Regions from separate parts of the Mus musculus genome. Here all the other regions are linked to region 2. The links are chromatin contacts, called in public HiChIP or PLAC-seq and promoter capture Hi-C maps. All regions are on one chromosome and are shown on one strand. Each heading gives the region's core, a stretch centred on a gene start, on an enhancer-like site or on the middle of the called end of the contact. The rest is flanking DNA. Distances are from core to core; before and after follow the strand shown.

Region 1 (3,715 bases), core at 732-3,231, 260 kb after region 2:
TCTTCAAAGCTACTAAGAAAACGGCACACATCTTTTCCCCAAGACCCTACTACAAGGTTCTAAGCTTATTTATGGCCGATAGCCTCAGTCCCTCCCCCACCTGCTAGGGAGCTGCAGCAGCTAGCCACTCTGAGGTTTCACCAGCCCCAGACCCTGGGCCTGTTCTTGCCCTTTTTAACCTTGGTTCACTTATGGAGGCCAAGCCAGCTTCCTAACCTGTTTTGGTGGAAAGGCAAGATAAGCTGGGCTGGATGGATTCTGGAAGCTGATAGCCCACACCCAGTTTTCCACACTGGGCTGAAGGAAGTGCTCAGCAGGGAGGGCACAGGTGCTAAGTAACCATCTCTCTCTATCCCGGTATGATCTCCCCACCCTCTGGAAACAAAGGCCGTCTAACCATGGCTGACCTCCATGGTGGCTACTCTTGTCTAACTCTGGGAGAACTTGCCATCAGTACAGACATCGCAGCAGCAGTGGCCAAACCAGAACAGGGCCTGGCCACGACCAGGGAGGAAAGGCATGGGGGTCAGAGAAACAAAACCTCCCACTCAAAGACCCAGTGACCTGTACTGGGCTGGTCCTCAAGGATTAGCAAAAGGTGGGGGGCGGGGGGACACAGTTATCCCCACACAGGCCTGGGAATAGAAAGAAGGAACAGAGCAATCCTAAGCCTTCCCAGGCTTCTCTTACTGAGTCAGCTCAGGGTGGGGGAGTCCCACACTATCCACAGGGAGGCTGACCAATGCAACATGCACTTCCTCCACAGGGCACCTGAAAGGCATGGCCACCCTAGGAAGAAGAGTTCCTGGAGAACATGTTGCAGGCTGACTCCGTCTCCCTCCCTCCCTCCTTCCCTCTCTCCAATCTAACCCCTCCCCAGTTTGAGCTAGTCACTGTGGTATCAGGCATGCCTGGTTAGGATGGAGCCCTTGAGGGTTCTGTCCAAGTCCCAGTGCCTTCCTCTCTTCCTCTTCCTCTCCCTCTCCTCCCTCTCCTCCAGGAGACCTGATACACACACACACACACACACACACTGGATAGAATCAGCCAGCAACAAAGTACAATCTGACACCAGGAAGGAAGGTGGGCAAAGAGCCATGGGAACACCCGGGAGTGTTGTGACAGCAGCTTCTGCTTAGCAGCCCCTGGGGATGGGCAGGAGTACCCCAGAGCCTACACACATACTAAGAAACCCAAACACTCACTGACCCCTAGGAAATACCCAGACCGGAGAAGCAGAGAAGGTTAACATAATATCCCTTAGGCAAAGAGCAAACTAGTTTCCACTTCACCCCTGTGTTCCTGGAAGCCCAGGCACCCTCATCTCCAGACTCAGGAGCTTTGGAGGGGATGTATGTTGGGGAAAAGTAGTCAGGCTTCCCCGTGAAGTTCCGAAGGTTTTTGCTGTCTGCTGTCACAATCTAACCACTAATGGACACTGACTCCTACAGCGGGGCACGCAGAAGACACTGTTAGAGAAGGAGGCTTTCTAGACGTCAGAAAAAAACACGTGCTTGCTTGTGGAGGTGAGGGAGTGGGGGTTGTCACCCATCAGAACCAACTTCTTGGTTCTGAGACCCAAGGGGTTCTCTAGCTTCAGGGGAACCATCTAGACCGTGACTGCTCCAGTGTTACTCCCATCGGGCTGGAACACCGGCTCTGGTCTCTCCTTGGGACCTCAGTATCCCCACCTGGCATTCAGGGGAGCGGGTCCCAGGAAGGAAAGGCCGGGAAGGCCGCACTGCACAGCGCGGGGCAGGAGGCTGAAGACCCATATCCCTGCTCAGCCCCCACCTTGCGGATGCTGCCGTCGTCCTGCGGCCGAGAGCTTTCCTCGCCAGTGCCCTGGCCATCTGGCCTCTCCTCAAGGATCATCGCTGCTCGCTCGGACGCTGACTCCGAGAGGCTGCGAGCAGCAGGCCCCTCGCGCTCCAGGGAGGATCAGCCGCGCTGCTCCGACTGTCCCCCTCCTGGAGGGTCCGACTGACCGGTGCGGCAGAGCGCGGGCCCCGCCTGCAAAACTTGATGTTGTCCAATCAGAGGTGAGGGCTACTCCGATGGATAGAAACTACTACCAACCAGAGTGAGAGAAAGGCGGGCTCCAGGTAAGGGATCTGGTAACTCTTAGCAACCAGGGCCGCTCGCCGATCAGGGTACGCATGCGCAACGCTAGGTGTTAGGCGTGCGGAGAAAGTTAGGAAAAGACAAGCAGAACTGGGGGCGGCGACCAAGAGCCGCTGCAGCCTCTGCAGGGACTTCAAGGCTTTATCTCGTCACCCCGGCAACGGGACCCTCCAGGATTGCTCCAAAAATGTTTACAATGGGGTTTTTTAAACGGTTTGTTAGAGACAAGTGCTTGTGCTGATTCTAAAACAATGCCTGCTTTCTTCCCGGCACTAAGAGGCAAAGCGCCGCTGCGGTCCCCTTGCTTCCAGAACCGCCCCCAGAAACCTCGCCTCCGGGACCTGGTTATGCATTTTGTTTCCAGAGCCTACATTCTCCTTGACCTCCTTGTGCTTCCAGAACCGGATCGCCTTCCAGAACCCGAATTGGTTTTAAGAATTGGACTTTTTCCAGAACTCGAGCTCCTTGCAGGGCTTACTCCGAAGCACTTCTCAAATTCATGTGGGCTGGCTCACACTAGATGAGCTGAGAACACAGCCTAGAAATGAGTGGCTAGCCCTTTGTCAAGCTGCTCCAAAGGTCAGCCTCCTCCACGCTGCCCGCCACCCTGGTCACTGCTTGCCCTGACTGAGTCAGCGACTCAGTCTCTACGCCCCATCCCCCTCACACACACCTGGCTCTGTCATCCCCAGATCTAAATTTGCTCGGCTAAGCTCTTGGATGTCCCTGGACAGTGGGCCCCCGCCAGAAATGCTTCTCTCATCTGCCCCGCTAGCCTCTCCAAACTTCCTGGCATTTTTGATCCCAGGGCAGCATTGTCCCCTCCCCTCCCCTCCCCTCCCCTCCCCTCCCCTCCCCTCCCCTCCCCTCCCCTCCCCTCCCCTCCCCTCCCCTCCCCTCCCCTCCCCTCCTTTCTTTCCTTTTCTTTCCTCTAGTATCTTCCTGTGGAGTGTCACCTAATTTCACTTCTTCCTCCACTGACATCCTCATGAGCAGCCTCCTCCATCTCCGGGCTCTTATGCTGCCTAGGTGTGGTCATCACCTTAGAACTAAACAGAGACCACATGTGCTGTCACCTAGCACAGCTGTCACCCTCCTGCATAGGCACCCCTGAATTCAGACTTCTGTGTCTTCAGAATCCTGTGTGCTTAGACTGACATCCACCCAGCAAAGCATGCCTGACTAAAGCAACTGTTTCTCTTAAAGATTTATTTTAATGTGTGTGTGTGTGTGTGTTTCTGCAGATGAGCACTGTGCCTGCAGAGTCCAGAAAAGGGTACTTGAACCCCAGGAACAAGAGACTACAGGTAGTTGTGAACTATTGAATGTAGGAGCTGGAAACCTAACTTTGGCCTTGCGTTAGACTGGTCCACATCCTTAACCACTGGACCACCTCTCCAGCCCTCCCAATCTGCTCTTAACTATTCTTTTCTCAGCAGGATTGTCCCTTTCATAAACCTTAGGAAAGTCCACCCCTCCCCAGCTCACTAAGGACAACTGCAGGATTTCAGGAACACTTTCTCCCTAGGTTCCCACCCAGGGCTCTTAGGGATGTCCTGCTGCAGTCCCAGGTCCCTCTCCCAGTAGTCCT
Region 2 (3,868 bases), core at 385-2,884:
GATCATCAAAAAAGTCCAAGGCTAGGCCTCATCTCTGCTGCATGATAAAGTTCCGACCCAAAAAAAACCCCAAAAAAATCAGTTCAGTTTAGAGAAGAAAGGCTTATCTAGCTTACGATTCCAAGTTACCATCCCGTCAAGGCAGCTAGTCATATCAGTCAAAAGCAGAAGAATGAACTAATGCAGTTTTAGAACTCACCTAGCTTTCTCTAACCTTCCACAGTCCAGGACCCCAAATCTGGGTCCGCTCATATCAATTAAGCTAATCAAGGCAATTCCCCACAGGCATGCCCACAAGCCAACCGGAACTAAATAATCCCTTGAAACATTCTTCCCAAATTACTTGATTGCGTCAAGTTGAGAAATTAACCATTACACCAACTTTGACGAAAAAGCTATGTCAAAGACCGTTTGGGATAGTTAAAAAGCAAGCCAAACAAAACAACATTTAATGAAACCAACAAGAGAGTTTCTGATTCTAAAAGGGAGTTAGAAAGATTAAAGAAAGATTAAAAGGCAAGCAACAGAGAAAGAATTTCCAAATCGTTTTCTGCCAAAGAACTAGTATCTAGAATCACTTCTAAAAATTAACATAGAAAGAGATAACTTTTTTTTTTTTTGGGGGGGGGGGTTGAGACAGGGTTTCTCTGTGTAGCCCTGGCTGTCCTGGAACTCACTCTGTAGACCAGGCTGGCCTCGAACTCAGAAATCCGCCTGCCTCTGCCTCCCAAGTGCTGGGATTAAAGGCGTGCACCACCACTGCCCAGCTAAGAGATAACATTTTAAAAGAGAGAGAGAAAAAAAAAAAACCTAACTAATCTTAACACTCAGGTGACAGAGGCAAAGGGGTCAGCACAAGTTGAGGCCAGTCAGGCTATAAATTATTTTAACAGCTATCACAAAAGTTGCGCCTAGAGGCATTCAACCTTGTGACATTGCGACATAACTAACCAACCACCTACACTGTGCTGATATGCATTCTTATCTATACTCGACTAGCAAGGCTGCAAATTGGGACACACCTGGAAGACCCGAAGCTCGGGAAACACAGGTCTGGGTAGTGACTGCCAACCACAAACTCTGCATGATAAAACCAGAATATATATTTCTCATCTGAACACCAGAACTGGTGCCACAAGCCTGGCTGGACTTCAAGGCCGGAGAGCAGGGAGTGTGGGAAACACTAAAACAGAAAGTTGTAGTCCTGGAAAGCAGGAGCAGACAGACCCAGACTGAGACCCTAGGACCGCCGGAGCGCGGTACCTGCCAGAAGCAGGAAACCCGAGCGCCCGTGCCAAGGGGACCCAGGTGGGCGCGGGGCCAGGGATTGGGGGTAGAGGGTCCGAGCTCACCGGAGGAGCATCGCCGTTAGCTCGCTCGGGAAGAGCGCTGCCCCGTCGGAAGCAGCGCTCTCGTCGAGCTTCGCCGAGAGCAGCAGCTGCAGCAAGACGCCGGCGCATCTGAAGGCCGCGGGGGATGCCGGGGGTAGGGTCGGCTTCAGCGCAAGCGCAGTGGCGCGGAGCAGAGCAACCCAAAGCAGCACCACCGTCGGATTCCCCAGCTCCTGCACCTTTAAACGTCAACTCCCGTGCGCGCCGCACTGACTTCAACTCTCCAGCGGAAATACGCCAATCAGAAGCGTCTTCCGGCTACTTAAAGGGCGGGGCCAGATAAAAGGGCGGAAGTGTGCGCGAGCCCGCCCCCAGGGGCCCAGCCCTTCCGTTGATATGGGTGGTCTGTGGGTTTTTTTTCGTGTGTTCCTGAGCCCACTGGAAGGAGGTGTTTGTTTTGATGGGCTTGGGGGACAAGGTTTCACTGTGTTGCCCTGGCTATTCTGGAACTCTCTTTGTAGACCATGTTGGCTTCAAATCAGAAATGTCCATGCCCCAGAGAACCTATCTCCAGTTCTCAAGCAGCCAGAACCATCAACATTCTTTGTTTGGAATTTGTCCTATGGCTGTCTAAACTGATGTTTGCCAGTTTGCTTCATGTTAGTGGCATGGGTCAGGATTTCCTACTTTGTTCATTGGGGTCACTGGACCCTTAGGCCACTGTGATGCCAAATTTAATTTGAAAGATGCAAACTTATTTGTAATTCTAATTCTAGTTTAGGCAGCCTTCGTCCCACCATAAGATAGCTGAGCAGATGGAAAGGAAGATACGTCCTTTCCCCTCTGAGCAAGATGGCTGGGGGATGTTACCAAGTTGACACCACTTTCACGTGAAGTTATCAGCAGACAAGCTACAATTAATATTGTTACAACTGGTCATGGAGCTCATGGGAAGTCCACCGTGGTGAAGGTTATTTCTGGAGTTCACACTGTCAGATTCAAAAATGAGCTAGAAAGAAACATTACCATCAAGCTTGGACATGCTCATGCTAAGACTTATAAACTTTGATGACTCAAGTTGTCCTAGACCAGATCATGTGGAAGCAGTACACCAGATAAGTTTCCTACATACATTCTGGGGGCCAAAGGGAACTTCAAATTAGTCAGACATGTTTCCTTTGTTGACTGTCCTGGCCATGATATTTTGATGGCTACGATGCTGAACAGTGCAGTAGAGATGGATGCAGCTCTTCTGTTGATAGCTAGTAATGAATCATGCCCTTGGCCCGAACACCTGACTGCTGTAGAAATCACGAAACTCAAGCATATTTTGATCTTACAGAATAAAATTGATCTGGTAAAAGAAAGTCAGGCTAAGGAACAATATGAGCAAAATCTCGCATTTGTGCAAGGAACGATAGCAGAAAGGGGCACCAATTATTCCAATTTCTGCTCAACTGAAGTATAATATTGAAGTTGTCTGTGAGTATATAGTGAAGAAAATACCAGTGGCCCCAAGAGACTTTACTTCAGAGCCCCATCTCATTGTTATCAGTCCATCTGATGTCAACAAACCTGGCTGTGAAGTCGATGACCTTAAGGGAGGTATAGCTGGTGGTAGTATTCTAAAAGGAGTGTTAAAGGTATGCCAGGAGATAGAAGTCAGACCCCGTATTGTCTCCAAAGATAGGGAAGGAAAACTCATGTGTAAACCAACCTTTTCCAATATTGTGTCACTTTTTTGGGGGAAACATAATGATCTTCAGTATGCTGCCCCAGGTGGTCTCACTGGAGTTGGAACAAAGATCGGCCCCACTGTGTGCTGAGCTGGTAGAATGGTGGGACAAGTGCTTGGTGCAGTTGGAGCGTTACCTGAAATATTCACAGAACTGGAAATCTCCTATTTCCTGCTTAAACGTCTTCTGGGTGTACGTACTGAAGGAGACAAGAAAGCAGCCAAGGTCCAAAAGCTGTCTAAGAATGAAGTGCTTATGGTCAACATAGGATCCCTGTTGACAGGAGGAAGAGTTAGTGCTGTTAAGGCTGATTTGGGCAAAATTGTTTTGACCAGTCCTGTGTGTACAGAAGAAAGGAGAAAAAATTGCCCTTAACAGAAGAGTTGAGAAACACTGGCGTTTAATTGGTTGGGGTCAGATAAGAAGAGGAGTGACCATTAAGCCAACTGTAGATGATGACTGAAGACTCCAAGTTAAACAATGCCTTGGGAAAGAGTTGGAATTTCTTTTAATAGCCTATGGGGTATATTTTCAAAACAATACTAGAAAGAATTAATTTCCTAGCTCATTATCTTACTACTAGCTATCTATGTTTATTCTTATATTTTGGCCATGAAAATGTGACCTCTACTATTTTTTCTTTTTATTGATTTCTTGTTTGACATCATGTAGCCCCATCCCACTCATCCCCTCATATCCGACCTTTGCCCTTGCAACCTCCTCCAAAATAAATAACACACAAACAACACAAAAGAAAGAGAGAAAGAAAGAAAGAAAGAAAGAAAGGAGAAAAGAAGAGAA
Region 3 (3,848 bases), core at 278-2,777, 400 kb before region 2:
ATCGGGCTCTGGCTCCCAGCTGTGCAGCTCTCGAAGGATCAAGTAGGCACCCTGGTCCCGTACCTGCTTCCGACCAGGTGCCGTGGCTGTCAGCTAGGAAGATGGAAAAAGGTTACTCGGATGCCAATACGGACTTGTGGAGAGGCACTAACACCCCAGGCCCCTGCTCACCAGCATGACGGCTTCGATGAGCATCTTCCGGATGTCAGCGTCCGGCTCCCGTTGCTTGTCTGGTGACAAGTACTGCAGGTCAACAGGCAGCTCTAGGAGTGAGGGTGGGAGACTATTGGTCCCTGTGCTGAACACCCAAGCCCTGCTCTGCCTGGGTGAGCCTTGTGTGTGTCTGTAACGACCCCCTCCTTAAAGGCTGCCGGACTGAGGGACTCCAGACCTGCACACCTCTCCATCTCCCTCTTGTAGTCTTCCCTCTAGCACCAGACAGCCCTGAGGCAACCACCCAAGTCACTCACGGTCCATTTCTTCCTCGGAAAACTCTTCAGGCCCAGCCAAGGGCAGTAGCAAAAAGGGGAGAATGTCGACTTGGGCCCCAAGTAACCACTTGTGATGTCCTGGAGGTGCGGACAAGGAAGGAGATCAGAATAATGGTCCGTTGGGTTCCCTAGGGTCCAATCCCCACCTTGGCAATGGCACCACCCCCTCCTTGTCACTCACGATGCTCAAAACAGCAATTCCGAAGTGTTCCCACCACCCCGCCCCTGCGCACCGAAGAATCTGTGTACTGGGTAAGAGGCAGCAGCCGTTGGACCACGCACCTGTTGAAAGAAGATATTCACTGCTGTCCTTGTTCACTTCCACTTCCCCACCTTCCCGCCCGCGCAGGCGACTGGGTTTCACCTGTCTGGGTCCAGGAGAAAAGCACGCACCTCCGCCTGCTGGCTAAGGTTGGAGAGCAGCGGCCCCAGGTAATGCAGGGGTGCGGCCGCGTTGTAGCTCGGCGTGCACAGCGCGTTGACAAGTCGCTCCAGACCCAACCGCTCCGGCTCAGCGGCCATCAGCTTCTCCATTAACGCAGCACACGGAGCCGGCTCGCGACTCAGGTTGGCCAGCACTGCAGCCGCCTCTTCAGCCCAGGGCCACTGAGGGTCCAACACGCAGCGCAGCAGGCGGGCGGGCAGCTCCGGGTCAGCCGCCAGCAGCTGCCAGTGCACATTGGGATCAGCAGCCAAGTTCACGAGCGCGCGGGAGGCATCGCGGGAAGGAGCTGGGGCCGGGGCCACCGCAAGGTCGACCAAGGCCCGCAACAACTCTGGCTGTCCGGCCAACAGCGTGCGGCCCGAGCCCGCACCAGTCAGCGCCAGCACGTGCTGCGCCGCGGCCGCCTGCAGGTCGGCTCGCGCTCCGAGCACCAGGAAGGGCAGCAGTTCCACCGCCTCCGTGTCCGCGCCAGCCTCCTGCTCTAGCAACCCTCGCTCACCAGAGAACCCCGAACCTACTCCCGGTCCCCGCATGCCGCCAGCAGTCTCAGTCACTTCTCGTGCCGGGGCCACCGCCGGAAAAGCGGAAGTCGTTAAAACCCTTCCGAGGCTGAGAACCTGGCTGAAGGGGGCGGGGCCGGTTTCAGCGCGAGGCATTGTGGGCCACAGTATTAGGCACCCCTTAAGCTGGTGCAGATGCACCCTCCCCCCCTTCCCATCATCATCACCACCACCACCAGATCCTTGCAAGGACTTTTCCGGCTGCCTATTGCGTGTTTGCTTTGCCAGGAGTCAGAACCACGCGACCAGCACGCATAATTTGAAGCGAAGCTCGGCAGCCGGTGATCCTGGTGTCCAGAGTGTTTGCTGCCACCTTTTAAACCTGGTTTCAGACATCCAGGAACCGGAGGGTGCAGGACTCTGCGATGAAAAGGCAGCTTTGGATCAGTCTCTGACTTTGCAGAGGGGCTAAATTTTTTTTTCTAGTGCATTTGTTAGGTCCTCTTCAGTGACAGAAGTCTGAGTCAAGCAGGCTTGGGCAAAGGGAACTAATAAATGAATCTATAGTTTGCAGGTTTGGGGGCACCTGGTGACAGACGCCCCTGCCAGCTCTTTAGAGCACTGTTCGGTTTCTGTCTTCCATACCTCGCTGCGTTTCTTTGCTTCTCAGTGGCTCCATATTACCTTCCACCGGCACATTTGTTAGCACAGATGGGAGGACACTGGCCTTCTTAGCTACGTAATCCCTAGCAGAAGATAATTTCAGTACTAGGATCTGTTCTGGGAAAGTATCCCATTTGGTGCTTCTTGTGCCTGTATTAGCAATTAGCTGCCTGGGGTCCTTGCTCTCTCAAATTAGAAATCTTGAGTTAGGGGTTTTTCCAGGGCTGGTCCTTGTCAGGTTTTTGTAGGAGATAGCCAGGAACCGCCACGGTTCCAGATCCTATGCAACCTTAGATACTGACTGGGATCCTTCCGGCTACAATGGCAAAGTGGTTAGGTCTGTGTAGGGCCAACTGTCCAGATTTCCCAGCTGTTGACAGCAGCTAGTGAGTTTCTAAGAAAAGGCTCCCTTGCCTCTGTTTTGTTTTGTTTTGGAGACAGTGCTGGCTGTCCTGGAACTCACTCTGTAGACCAGGCTGGCCTCAAACTCAGAAATCCACCTGCCTCTGCCTCCCAAGTGGTAGGACCAAAGGCGTGCGCCACCACTGCCCGGCTCCTTATCTTTTTATAAACGTGTCACTGTCTAATCTCACAACTGAGGAGGCTGAGGCAGGAAGGTCAGTGTAAGTTTGAGGCCAGCCTGAGCTATAAAATGAGCTGGTCTCAAAAGATTTTTCTCTTAAACAAAGTTAACTTTGTTAACTTGACACAAAATAGTCACCTAGAAAGGGAAGCTCAGTGACTTTAAATTAAGTTGGCCTATGGGCACATCTGTGGGGGCTTAATTAGTGGAAAGACGTTGCCCCCACTGTGATTGTTACCATTCCCTATAGGAAAGGGGTTTTATAAGTGTGGAAAAAGCAAGCATACTGACATGTAGGAATCATTGCTGTCTTCTGTGAGTGGAATGTGACTAGCTGTGTTGAGGACTATTCCCCAAGCACAGCTGGAGCCATTTTGTCCCATGCCTGCCAACCACTTCATATTATATTCCTGGTACAGAAAATAGTTTGACTCAGAGCAGGATCAAGTTGACCACATATTTTGTTATAAGGTTTCTTCTTAAGAAACTCCACAACAGGGCTGGTGAGATGGCTCAATGGGTAAGAGCACCCAACTGCTCTTCCGAAGGTTAGGAGTTCAAATCCCAGCAACCACATGGTGGCTCACAACCATCCGTAATGAGATCTGACTCCCTCTTCTGGGGTGTCTGAGGACAGCTACAGTGTACTTACATATAATAAATAAATAAATAAATAAATCTTTAAAAAAACAAAAACAAACAACAAAAAAAAAACTCCACAACAGGGCTGGAGAGATGGCTCAGCAGTTAAAAGCACTGGTTGCTTGTCCAAAGGTCCTAAGTTCAATTCCCAGCAACCACATGGTGGCTCACAACTGTCTATAATGAGAACTTGGACCCTCTTCTGGCACACAGGTGTACATCAGATACTCATACATTAAATAAAATTTTAAAAAATCCACTTATGACCAAATTAAAGATCAGTTTGAACTGATGTCTAAACTGTCAAAGTAGCTTGAGTAAAAACCAGTCACGCTACAGTACTTTCTACACCTGCATATGAGCTCATTGTGGGTTTTGCCTTTATAAACTGGCCCTGGGAAATATTTGGGGTTACAGTCTTAGCTCCCCGAATCTAGGCTGTGTGCCTGATTCATCAGTCCTGGCTGTGCACTCACTAAACTATTCCTTTAATAAAGTGAGACCAGGGGCTGGTGAGATGGCTC

What was found. HiChIP or PLAC-seq counts read pairs in DNA pulled down with a chosen protein or histone mark. Capture Hi-C pulls out chosen DNA fragments and counts their contacts.
Region 1: a promoter capture Hi-C map of liver shows a contact between it and region 2. The contact joins the promoter of Rhpn1 here to the promoter of Zfp707 in region 2. A contact is called at or near these places in 3 of 39 promoter capture datasets (hippocampal neurons, neural stem cells and pre-B cells), 1 of 484 Hi-C or Micro-C datasets (uterus), 2 of 115 datasets of contacts at active chromatin or transcription factors (bone marrow-derived macrophages and pancreatic cancer cells) and 4 of 9 other capture datasets (adipose tissue, liver, macrophages and 1 more).
Region 3: a FOXA1 HiChIP or PLAC-seq map of pancreatic cancer cells shows a contact between it and region 2. The contact joins the promoter of Hgh1 here to the promoter of Zfp707 in region 2. A contact is called at or near these places in 9 of 39 promoter capture datasets (the SN4741 cell line, embryonic stem cells, hippocampal neurons and 4 more), 3 of 115 datasets of contacts at active chromatin or transcription factors (astrocytes, bone marrow-derived macrophages and pancreatic cancer cells) and 1 of 9 other capture datasets (liver).

Annotation. Positions count from the first base shown.
Region 1 is chr15:75,702,554-75,706,268 of GRCm38.p6, reverse strand. It overlaps Rhpn1 (rhophilin, Rho GTPase binding protein 1), which reads right to left and starts at 1,981. Exons shown (of 15, transcript NM_001163465.1): 1 at 1,795-1,981. The coding sequence starts at 1,875.
Region 2 is chr15:75,966,889-75,970,756 of GRCm38.p6, reverse strand. It overlaps Zfp707 (zinc finger protein 707), which reads right to left and starts at 1,634. Exons shown (of 4, transcript NM_001347040.2): 1 at 1,353-1,634. The coding sequence starts at 1,460. It also overlaps the pseudogene Eif2s3x-ps1.
Region 3 is chr15:76,366,577-76,370,424 of GRCm38.p6, reverse strand. Hgh1 (HGH1 homolog) reads right to left here and starts at 1,527. Exons shown (of 6, transcript NM_021555.2): 1 at 856-1,527; 2 at 673-773; 3 at 471-569; 4 at 172-263; 5 at 1-93. The coding sequence starts at 1,469.